3 separate regions of the Sus scrofa genome follow, and all the other regions are linked to region 3. A link is a contact called in public Hi-C and HiChIP or PLAC-seq data. All regions are on one chromosome and are shown on one strand. Each heading gives the region's core, a stretch centred on a gene start, on an enhancer-like site or on the middle of the called end of the contact. The rest is flanking DNA. Distances are from core to core; before and after follow the strand shown.

What was found. Hi-C and Micro-C count contacts between places; a contact is called where the count stands out from the background. HiChIP or PLAC-seq counts read pairs in DNA pulled down with a chosen protein or histone mark.
Region 1: a Hi-C map of omental adipose tissue shows a contact between it and region 3, with 2.1 times the contacts expected there. The contact joins two enhancer-like sites. A contact is called at or near these places in 10 of 47 Hi-C or Micro-C datasets (embryonic fibroblasts, epiblast stem cells, fetal heart ventricle and 7 more) and 2 of 2 datasets of contacts at active chromatin or transcription factors (alveolar macrophages and skeletal muscle).
Region 2: an H3K27ac HiChIP or PLAC-seq map of alveolar macrophages shows a contact between it and region 3. The contact joins two enhancer-like sites. A contact is called at or near these places in 2 of 2 datasets of contacts at active chromatin or transcription factors (alveolar macrophages and skeletal muscle).

Annotation. Positions count from the first base shown.
Region 1 is chr12:44,119,191-44,123,243 of Sscrofa11.1, reverse strand. It overlaps KSR1 (kinase suppressor of Ras 1), which reads right to left. Exons shown (of 19, transcript XM_021067472.1): 14 at 3,658-3,754; 15 at 406-539. Among named protein-coding and RNA genes, the nearest start is that of LGALS9, 34 kb to the left of the region's middle. Within about 2 kb of position 2,638, at least 35 of the 83 cell types and tissues checked have an H3K27ac peak or open chromatin away from gene starts, as enhancers often do. A contact at or near this core is called in omental adipose tissue and retroperitoneal adipose tissue, where this site is marked.
Region 2 is chr12:44,083,711-44,087,410 of Sscrofa11.1, reverse strand. All of the region lies in intron 2 of KSR1 (kinase suppressor of Ras 1), which reads right to left. Among named protein-coding and RNA genes, the nearest start is that of LGALS9, 70 kb to the left of the region's middle. Within about 2 kb of position 1,285, at least 6 of the 83 cell types and tissues checked have an H3K27ac peak or open chromatin away from gene starts, as enhancers often do. A contact at or near this core is called in alveolar macrophages, where this site is marked.
Region 3 is chr12:43,816,179-43,819,924 of Sscrofa11.1, reverse strand. No RefSeq gene overlaps it. Among named protein-coding and RNA genes, the nearest start is that of NF1, 64 kb to the right of the region's middle. Within about 2 kb of position 1,569, at least 10 of the 83 cell types and tissues checked have an H3K27ac peak or open chromatin away from gene starts, as enhancers often do. A contact at or near this core is called in alveolar macrophages, omental adipose tissue and retroperitoneal adipose tissue, where this site is marked.

The sequences.
Region 1 (4,053 bases), core at 1,389-3,888, 300 kb before region 3:
CACAACCTGGCCTAGGACTGGCTCTCTGCCCGCAGGAGACCAGATGCCTGGGGAGGAGCCCTTTTCCACAGTCCCATTTCGACTTTTACGGAAATGGAGCATGAGGCTCTTCCTCATAACGGGGACATGAGCCCTGGTCCCTGCCCATGTTGGTGAGCATCCAGGGAAATTGCGCGTGAGGGGACCCGGACTCCATGGGGGTTAGCCTGGGAATTCAGCATGACAAGGGACCACCATGTCACCCAAACCTGATTCTGGACCAGAACCACAAGCGCAGGAGCATAGCAGACCCAGCCTTTCCTCCAGCGAGGGCTGCTCTTCAGCAAGAGCGCCGGGACCTCAGCTGGACCTCAGGCCACCTGTACCGCCCACCTCATCGCTTGTCCATCCACAAGGGCAACTGACCGTCCCTCTCGGACGATGCCGGAGATCCCAAACAGCCCGAAGTCTGTGATGACCACTTTGCCATTGTCGTAGAAGACGTTCTTGGACTTGAGATCTTTGTGCACGATGCCCTTGGCGTGAAGATAGCCCATTCCCTGCAAGACAGCGAGCCTCATGTCAGGGGTGCGGGGAAGATGAAGGGCGACGGCGTAGCTTCCACCCCGGGCTGGGCCCTATGCAGTGTAACTGCCTCCACTTTACAGAGCAGGAAACCAAGCCTCAGAGAGGGGAAGTCACTCGCCCCAGGCCACATAGCAGTCAGGCAGCAGCGCTGATACAGCAGAGATTGGCACAGCATTGCAAATCAACTGTACCTTAATTAAAAAAAAAAAAAAAGAAAGGCAGCATCACCGAGACCTGGTCCAACCAGTCTGTGCTCCTGCCCAGCACCCACCTACTCCTTGGATGAGGTGTGGAAGGGTGAAGGGTGGGGAGCTGGGGCGTCAGGGAGTGTATACGCCGTGATGACGCCCTCCATGTTAAATCATAAAAGACCCGAGCGATCTGGGGTCTCTTTGGGGCTGTGCACAGCTGGCCTCTCCCCTCAGCCTGGGCGAGGGATCGGGGGGTGGGGAATAGAGAATTCCCACAGAGGGGGGTCCCCGAGTTCAGGCGGCCCCCCGTCCGTGCTGTGGTGGAAGAAGTCCTGGCCTAAGACTGAACTCCAGCCCAGATTTTAATTCACTGTGTGGCCTTGGACTCAGCCTCTGTGCCTCAGTTCCCCTCATCGGTCAAGTGATGAGGTGGGGGTGGGTGATTTCTAACCATTGCTATTTGACTGGACACTGGCCAGGGCATGGGCTGTGGGGGACCTGACCCAGGCCTGGCTCATCCAAAGCCAAAGCCGTCTTCTGTCACCAAGCCCAGGAGGAGGAGACAGGGAGGAGGGTACAAGATGCCATGACTGAAATGGGCGTCCCTGCCAGGTCAGAAAGAGGCACGGGTGAAGCCACCTCCCAATCCAGGGTTCTCCACGCATGAGAAATCTCCCTGCCTTCAAAGGTATCTGGGGGTGAGGAATGGGGGGGTAAACAACGAGCCAGATTTAGGAAACAGAGAGGATGAGCTGGGAGGCAGAAACAGGCAGAACTCAGCCGCGGCCAGAGCTCGGTCTGTGTGCAGCTGGAGCGCGTCAGAGAAGAATCCACCCAGGGCAGCTGCTGTTCTGCAAGAGACAGGAGGGTGCGGGGCCGCTGCGGCCACTTCCCTCGGGTCTGCCAAGAGCTGTCATCCTGCCCAGAAGCAGGCAGCTCCAGGAAAGAGGACTTGCTCTTTCCCCAACTCCACCCTGCATGTAAGAAGGCCCCTCCTTGATGATCTGCCCATGTCCCAAACCAAAGCAAGCCTTCCCCAGTGACCGGAGAGCACCAAAGGCCTCATCTTTGGTTGAACAGGGACCAGCTGTGTGACTGAGGACAAGTGACTGTACCTCTCTGAACCTTGGTTTTTGTTTTTTGTTTTTGTTTTTGTCTTTTCCAGGGCCACTCCTGTGGCATATGGAGGTTCCCAGGCTAGGGGTCCAATAGGAGCAATAGCCTCAGGCCTATGCCATAGCCGTAGCAACGTGGCATCTGAGCTGTGTCTGTGACCTACACCACAGTTCACGGCAACGCCGGATCCTTAACCCACTGAGCAAGGCCAGGGATCGAACCCGCAACCTCATGGTTCCCAGTTGGAATCGTTAACCACTGAGCCACAACAGGAACTCCCTCTGAAGCTTGTTTACATTAAATATGTACCATGGCCTTAAACGGGCAGCTTAAAGAGACAAGAGAGAAAGTTCTGGGGGGAGTTTCCTGGTGGTGCAGGGGGTTAAGGATCCAGTGTTGCCACTGCTGTGGCTGGGGTCACTGCTATGGTGCAGGTTCAATCCCTGGCTCTGGAATTTCTGCATGCCCTGGGTGCGGCCAAAAAGGAGGGGAAAAAAAAAAAAAGAGTGCCTGAATCTGGAACACAATCTCTCCTTCCTCCCCATAATTTCACAAAGTCTCCAGAGTGGCCCCCAGATCCTCTAGCCAGAGGTCAGTCCCATGTTATTGTATTTTGAGACTTAAAATATCAGAGATGACTACAAAAGGAAGTAGCTTCGAAGTTCCCAGAAGAAGGGTGGGGGAAAGTCAAATAAGCCAGCAGAGAGGCGGCTTCCGGCTCCATAGCGCCAAAAGCTTGGAGTGACTTTTCTCTTCTGCCCTGGAATCTTCCAGATGGTTCCTTCAGCCTGACTCAGCCTAGCATATCCCCTCTCAGGAGCCAGACAGACTCCTCCAGGGCCCTGGGGGAGAGAAAATTGTTTGGGGGAGGAGGGAAGAGGTGGGGAAAGGGCTTGGCAGGTTTGGGAGCATCACGAAATAGCTTTGACACTGCGGCTCCCCCCAGCTTCTCTGCACTGAGGCCTGGCTGCAAGTGCCATATTCCGGTTTGAGGGCTGAATGCATTAGTTGAATGCATTAGTTTAGCCACACAGGAATGTCACGTGGGAATCTGGGTATTCCTAAGTTATGGAGATATTTGTCTTTTCCTTTCTAGAGAGACACACAAAAGGGATGGAACGGGGATGGAGAGAAAAAGAAAAGAAGGCAAGACTGAAGGCAGGAAAGGGACCAAAACCTGGTAGGAGCTGGTAAGAGAACCACGAACTACAAGAAGAACCAAGAAAGAGGAAGCCCTAGCCAGCATCAATCTAGTTTTTCTCTGGGCCTGTCTGTTGCTAAATAAAGGAACAAATGAGATGGAAGCAAAAAAAAAAAAAAAAAAAAGCTGCTGCTTGAGCTAAGCCTGAGGGCCTGATCTCATGAAGCTCGGATTTGGAAAATTTAAGGCAGAACCTCTGCCCCAAACCTTAATCAATTCTAACTGACTCTCATCAAGCACCAGGCCAAGGCCTAGTGCTCCCTCTGGATTATTCTATTTTACTTTTGCACCAGTCCAACGAGGGAGGTGACGCCAGCACCCCCATCTTGCAGGGGAGGAAGCCAAGGTTCAGAGAGGCTAACCAACTTGCCCAAAGTCACCCAGCTGGCATGACCAAGATTCAAACTCAGGCCATCTATTGCGTTTCTCCAGGGTGTCCAGCACCCATCGGATGAGACACGGACAGAGGGAAGGAGGTGGGGTTCCCCCCCCTTGAGGTCCCTCTCGTTGCCACCACCCTGACACAGGCACTCAAATCAGGGGACGGCCGGGAGCTGTGGGACCAGCCAGCCACCCCTTTACCTTGATGATCTCCTGGGCGATCTGTCTGGTCTTGTTGATGTCCAGCGACGTCTTGGGGTCCCTCACAAACGAGTGCAACGTCCGTCCCTTGCAGAAGCTGTGAGGAGGGGCGCGTCAGCCAGAGGGCAGGGGCCCGTGCAGCCCGCTCCAGCCCCTGTGGAGCCTGGTAGGGGCAGGGGCAGGGCCGTGCCCACCTCCTCGGGAGCGCTCTCCACCCCCTGGACTGTGGGCGCCAGAACACTCGTTCTCCACCAGCCTGGCACCTGTTCCTGCTGGGGCCTGGCCATGACAGGCAAGGACACGTGTTCCCCGAGGCCCAGGGCTACCCGCCCCAGAACAGAAAGCTCAGTTCACCAATCCTCCTGGCAATTCAGAGCAGCCCCCCCTCGGGGTGGG
Region 2 (3,700 bases), core at 36-2,535, 270 kb before region 3:
TGTGGGCTTGGCTCCATCAGATCAGTGGCTCTCAACCTCAGTGGCACCTGGAGTTACCCGGGAGGCTTTAAAAAAGGATCCTGGAGTTTCTGTTGTGGCTCAGCAGTAACGAACCTGACTAGTAACCATGAGGACGTGGGTTCGATCCCTGGCCTCACTCAGTGGGTTAAGGATCCGGCATTGCTGTGAGCTGGGGTGTAGGTGGCAGACACGGGATGAGGACCGTGGGGCCTGAGGTCTGGCCAAAGCTGCCCAGCACAGAAAGGGTCTCAGAAGGCGGGTGGGACCAGGGCAGGGCAGCACCCTGGGGCCTGAGCTCTCATGAGGCCCATGCCCCTTCAGCTCACCCCCAGCCTAGCCTAGGCTCAGAGACACCCCGGGGGACACTGGTGCCTCCCTCTCCCACGAAGCGGGCGGGGGCTCACAGAGGGGGGAGCCCAGTGGACTTTTCAGGGCCGGCTTCTCCAGCCTACACACTGTATGTCCGGGCTTGAGGGCCTTAGAAAGATGGTGCGCTGGTGGGACAGGGCCTGGAGGCGAGGGATGCAGGTCAAAGGGGAGGAGATGGGAGGGGACTCAGGAAAGGGTAGTGGTGACCACGTATGACTCAGCTCCTGGGTGCCAGGCCCTCTCTTAGACGAACCACAGAGGTCAGTGCATGCAATCCTCATAACAGTCTCAGAGGGGCGAGAAGGCTCAGAGAGGGTAGGTAACTTGCTCCAGGCCGCAGAGCCCGATGGGTGAGGCTGAGGCATGGCCATCTTTTCCTCTGCACAGCCAGCCGGCTCTGCCCGTGCTGGCGCCCACATCTTTGCTCTGTAAAGTGAGCTCCCTGTCCCAGGGCAGACTCTACCTGGCACCACAGGTCACGTCTGGCTTTCCAGGTTCCACACTATGCCCTACTCCTGTGCCCAGCTGAGCCACAATGGGAACTCCCTAGGCACACTTCCTGAACAGGCCAGAGAATGAGTATTTTCAGCTTTGCAGGCCATATGGTGTGTGTCACAACTACCCAACTCTGCCATCAGAGCACAAAAGAGCCACAATATGGAAACAAATGGGTGTGGCTGTGTGCCAGTAACAACACTTTAAGTATGCATACTGAAACCTGAATTTCATATAATTTTCACATGTCACGAAATAGTCTTGTTTTGCTTTGTTTTGTTTTTCCTACCAGCTAAAAATGTGAAATCATCCTTAGTTCGAAAAGCCATACAATCATCAGTGGTGGGCTGAATTTGGCCCATAGGCTGAGGTTTGGCAACCCTTGACCTGGTGGGTTAGTCAGCCACTCAACAAACACACAGCTACTACGCTGGGCTCCATGCTCTGGTGGCCCTGGGTCTCACTGTTCCTTCCTTCCCACTTCTCCCTGTGCTGATGTGTCTTCTCCCTGCCCAACCCCAGCACACAACCTGCAGGAGGGGAACACAGGGGAGAGGCAAGGCAGGCCCAGAGCTGCCACCTCGACAGCCTACATTTTGTCACCTTTCTCTGTGTGTCATCAACACACAGCTCCTCTGGGGTGCTGTTTGAAAATGACCAGATACATCCAGCATTAGAGAAACACACCCACACACCCACACCCTGCGTTTCGGGCTGGGCTCCCCCCCCCAGCACACATTACTTCCAAAATGGAGAGAGGAGAGGGGTGGGCTTCTAGAAGCGGGGGGCTCTCCTCCCCCCCCAGGATGCTTGTTCCCCATGGGAAAGAACCCGCTATTGTCCACTAGACTCCGCCATGAAACTCAAGTCAGAAATGGAATACTTTAAAACAAACAAAAGGGAACATTCCAAAACCGGGGTCAGGAGGGGTCAGGTGGAGGATCTGACAGCAGCAGCCAAAGAGCTACAGGAGCCCCGGGTGATGCCTGGCTTCTGGGGGACCTGCAAGTGGGGAAGTCTCTCCCCACACAAGCAGGGCAGCGTGGGGGTAGAGGGGAGCTGGGGGAGCTGGGGGCTCAGCATCACCACCTCAGCCCTGCTCCAGGGCCATGGCTTCCCCAGACCTGCAGGCCCTCGTAACATCCCTTGTTGACGCAGCAGGCAGATGAGCAGGGTGGCGGCGGGGACACAGAGCAGGCGGGCAGCAGGTGAAGAGGAGGAGGACCTCCAACGGGAAGGAGAGGGTACCAGGCACCGTCCCAACAGGGGCACCTCAGAGATGGAAGTGGGAGCAGTGAGGAACTGCCCAGGATGAGAAGCCTGGGAAACTGGGGGCCGGCAATCCTGCGCAGAGGGTGCAGGGAGCAGCGTCTGGTTTGAAAGGCACCAGCTTTCCTGGGGGTAAAGGCACCAAGAGAAACAGACAGGGGCTCTCAGGCGTGCCCATGTCTGCAGCCGCCTTTGCTGCCCGCTGGTCCCCAACATCTATTTCTGATTCTCCCCTGTGCAAACACACCCTTCAAAGGAGCATCCCCAGACAAGTCTACTCTGCCTCCTCCACATTCGCAGGCTGAGAGCTCTGAGCGCAACCAGTAAGCCCCCGATCCCGCAGCCACGGCAGACTTGGCTCAGGGTCCCTGGCACTGCCTGGCCCCAGTGGTGGAGTCTGGTGGGCCCCCCGAGGGGCCAGAAGACAGATCACAGACCCCTCCACCAGAGGGGCAAGCATCCCAGCGTTCAGCACGCAGTCTGTCCTTTGAGGCTGTTTGTTGTGCTGTCTGTCCGGGTGGGGGATGAGCCAGGCTGCAGGACGTGAGCCCAGAGCTGGAGACCTGAAAAGCAGGCTGCTCGGCTGAGGACAGGGCCCCATTGTTCAGAGCTGCCTACAACGTCCAAGCAGGAGATCGCCATCTCTTGGGAGACCCTTGGAGGGAGGCAGCCCCTCTCTGCAGTCTTCCACCAACCCTGTAAACAACCCCTGCCCCACAGCAGCCACGGAGCCAGGACTTAAGCCAAGGAGGCCATCGCCAGGGCCACCAGGGCCGCCGAGGGCTGAGGGCATGAAGGGGCCAATGGGTATTCACGAGGCTGGGAAGGGAGGAGAGAAGCCCTTCCTCTGCCAAGGTCAAAGGCAGAATTCCAAGGAGCCCTTGAGGCATTTGAGACCAACATTCACTTTACAGAGGAGGAAACCGGGGCCCAGAGAGGGGAGGGCGCCTGCCTGGGTGACCCAGAACAAGAGCACGAGGACCAAGGCCCTGCCGGTGACACCAGAAGGTACCGAGGCCTGGCACAGCTTGCCGTTTTCCGGGTGGGCATTCCCCACCAGATGTAAAAGTTTCATTCCTGCCCAGTTTTCTGAGCTGCGCCAAGAGGAGGGCCAAGGGGACGACCTCCCTGAAGTCGGCCTTGAGAATCTCCTCCAAAGGTGCAGGTCTAAGGGGTGCTGTGCCACGTGCCCTCCTTGTGGCTCCAGAGCCCCGAGGAACCTGGAAGCAGTGGGGTTCTGGGCTCATGACCTCAGCCGGAGCCTGGCAAGACCCTGATGTCTTGGTGCCTCAGAAGATGGTGGCTGGGAAGAAATCCTGGGCTCCCGGTCCCTGCCCCCGCTCAACCCATGCCCACTTTGGGGACGTGCTTTTCTCCTTTTCACAAAGAAGAAGCAAATCCCACGTGACCAGCGACACCCAAACACCCAGGCTCTGCGCCCTGAGAGCCACCCAGGCTTGTGGCACATTGACTCTTGCTCAGCTTCCTCTTTTCACAACCAATCTAGTCATAAAATAACTCCTCATACGAGGGCCACCCGTGAAGT
Region 3 (3,746 bases), core at 320-2,819:
TTTTTTATTTATTTATTTTTAATGCTTATCTTAGTTAAATATGTATCAGAAGTCTCTGTCTCTGTAGGGGTGTATTTTGCAAATAATTTTTCTTTTCTTTTTTTTTTTTTTTTGGTCTTTTGCCTTTTCTAGGGCTGCACCGGTGGCATATGGAGGTTCCCAGGCTAGGGAGCTAATCGGAGCTGTAGCCACTGGCCTACACCACAGCCACAGCAACACCAGATTGCAGCCATGTCTTCGACCTATACCACTGCTCACGGCAACGCCAGATCCTTCACCCACTGAGTGAGGCCAGGGATGGAACCTGCAACCTCATGGTTCCTAGTCGATTCGTTAACCACTGTGCCACAACGGGAACTCCCATGTATCTTTTTTTAAAATTTTTTTTAATTTTTAAAATGTACTTATTTTTATTACTCAATGAATTTATTACATTTGTAGTTGTAGAAATGTTAATCTAATCCCACTGTGACAAGAATTTTTCAAATTTGAACTGAGAGGTGATTGATGCATTGACTAATCTTATTGTGGTAATCATTTCTTGCAATATACGTATCAGTTTATTGAGTTGTTCATTTTAAACTAACACAATGTTTTCTGTCAGTTATATCTTAGCGAAGCTGGAGGAGAAGCTCCAGCTGTGGTGCAGTGGGTTAATGATCTGGCTTGTCTCTGTGGAGGCTCCGGTTCAATCCCTGGACCAGCGTCTTGGGTTAAGGATCCAACATTGCCACAGCTGCAGCCTAGGTCACAGCTCTGGCTTGGCTTCAATCCCTAGCCCAGGGAACTTCCACATGCCTCAGGTGCGGTCAAAAAGAAAAACTAGAAGAAAAGCTGAGGGGGACAAAGAGTTTTGCTGAGGTAAATATTTTTTAAAATAAATAGGTCATTAAGTAGGGTTAGGAATGCTTTGTTACGAAAAAAGATTTTTGATGAAATGGAAATTTTTTTCTTTTTCGGATCATTAACCCACTGCATCACAGCAGGAACTCTGAAATGGAATTTTCTGTAGCAAGTTTACTATTTATATTGACTCTAAGTATAAGGCTGCTCCTAGCCCCATGTGTCACCTTCTGTCAGGCAATTTACCTTTGCTCACCATTTGGGAAATGGTTTTATATTAACAAAGAGGCCCAGGGAGATCCCATGATGGCACGGTGGTCAACAAACCCGACTAGGAACCATGAGGTTGTAGGTTCGATTCCCTGGCCTTGCTCAGTGGGTCAAGGATCTGGCGTTGCCATGAGCTGTGGTCTAGGTCGAAGACACAGCTCGGATCCCACGTTGCTGTGGCTGTGGTGTAGGCTGGTGGCTACAGCTCTGATTTGCCCCCTAGCCTGGGAACCTCCATATACCACGGGTGCAGCCCTAGAAAAGCCAAAAAATAAAACAAAGAGGCCAAAGTAGACAGTGTACCTCTGCTTTAATCTTTCAAGAAACACACCTGCCTTCATGCCTGGCACAACCTTAAAAATCAGGTAAGTAACATAGAAAATAGGGACTCCCATAAAACTATTCACACTAGTGACAGGGATTGATGGAGACCTCTGAGCTTTTAGTGACTTCTTCTGTCCTCTGCTGGACACAGTTGGGATTGCATGGCCCTTAGGCTTTTTACAGAGTTGAAGAAGTACAGTATTTCATCCGAACTTTCTCTCTCTACTTTTTTTTTTTTTTTTGGTCTTTTTTTAGGGCTGCACCCTGGGTATATAGAAGTTCTCAGGCTAGTGGTCAAATTGGAGCTGTAGCTGTCAGCCTACACCACAGCCACAGCAACGTGTGATTCAAGCTGCATCTGTGACCTAAAACTGCAGTTCGCGGCAACATTGGATCCTTAACCCAATGATCAAGGTCAGGGATCAAACCAATGTCCTCATGAATTCTAGTTTCTAGTAGGGTTCATTCCCAAAACCTCTCATTTTTCTTTCCTTTTTCTTTTCTTTTTTTTTAGGGCCACACCCACAGCATGCGGAAGTTCCCAGGCTAGGGGTCAAATCAGAGCTATAGCTACTGGCCTACACCACAGCCACAGCAACACTGGATCCCAGCTGCATCTGTGACCTGTAACACAGCTCACAGCAATGCCAGGTCCTTAACCCACTGAGTGAGGCCAGGGATAGAACCCGCATCCCCATGCATACTATTCAGATTCGTTTCCCCTACACCACAATGAGAACTCCTACCTCTCATTTTTTTTTTATTTTTTTTTTTTTTTGTCTTTTCTAGGGCCGCTCCTGAGGCATATGGAAGTTCCCAGGCTAGGGGTCTAATCCGAGCTATACCGCTGGCCTACGCCAGAGCCACAGCAATGCCAGATCCAAGCCGTGTCTGCAAACTACACCACAGCTCATGGCAACACCGGATCCTTGACCCACTGAGCAAGGCCAGGGATCGAACCCACAACCTCATGGTTCCTAGTAGGATTCGTTAGCCACTGAGCCACAACGGGAACTCTCTTACCTCTCATTTTTGAGAGAAAGAAAGTAAGGCCCAGAGTTCTCATTAGGAACCCGACTGGTACCCATGAGGATGCAGGTTTGATCCCCGGCCTCGATCAGTGGTTAAGGATCCAGCTGTGGTGTAGTTCACAGACCCTGCATTGCTGTGGCTGTGGTGTAGGCCAGCAGCTGCAGCTCTGATTCAACCCCTAAAATGAGAACCTCCATATGCCTCAGGTGCAGCCCTAAAAAGCCAAAAAAGAGGAAAAGAAAAAGAAAAGAAAGTCCCAGTGGGTTTATGTGACTTATCCAAGGTTATTCAATTACATAGTGGCATGTTCAAGACCAGCACTAGAAGAATATAATCTCGTTTAATGATAAAACGCAGATGAGCCAACATTGGTGAACTCCATCAGGATGAATACTCTTGGGATTATATAAAGAGAATTATCTTTTTTTTTTTTTTTTTTTTTTGTCTTTTTGCCATTTCTTTGGGCCACTCCCATGGCATATGGAGGTTCCAGGCTAGGGGTCTAATCAGAGCTGTAGCCACCGGCCTACGCCAGAGCCACAGCAACGCGGATCCGAGCCGCGTCTGCAACCCACACCACAGCTCACGGCAATGCCAGATCCTTTAACCCACTGAGCAAGGGCAGGGATCGAACCCGAAACCTCATGATTCCTAGTCGGATTCGTTAACCACTGCGCTGTGACGGGAACTCCAAGAGAATTATCTTTAGAAATGGTAACAACTGGCACAGACAAAGTGGTCGATAACCAAGAATTAAAAATTAGGATTGTTTGAGGTCATAATAATTTCATGTCCCCTAACCCATAACCCCGCAATTATCCTTAGTCACTATTTGATGATCTTTGTGGAGTAATAGAGAAGAGATTCAGATAATTCACTTTCACAAAAGTTCTTAGTTTCAAATTCTTTCTTTTTGCCGCACCCTCTGCAGAAGGAAGTTCTGGGCCAGGGATTGAATCCAAGCTGCAGCTACGACCTTTGCCACAGCTGTTCAGGCTGGGATCAACCCAAACCTCCACAGCGACCTGAGCCACTGCAGTCAGATCCTTAACCCACTGTGCCACAGTGGGAACTCCCGAAGATTCCTCTTCTTGATTTTGGTTTGTTAAAATTTGTATTCTCAGAGGAAATTTCAATTGACTGCAGGAAAGAAGACTGCCCTGTGTTAAAAGGACTGTTCCTTTTAGGAATGACTGGAGTTCCCGTCATGGCTCAATGGAAACGAATCTTACTAGCATCCATGAGGATGCAGGTTAGATCCCTGGTCTCGCTCAGTG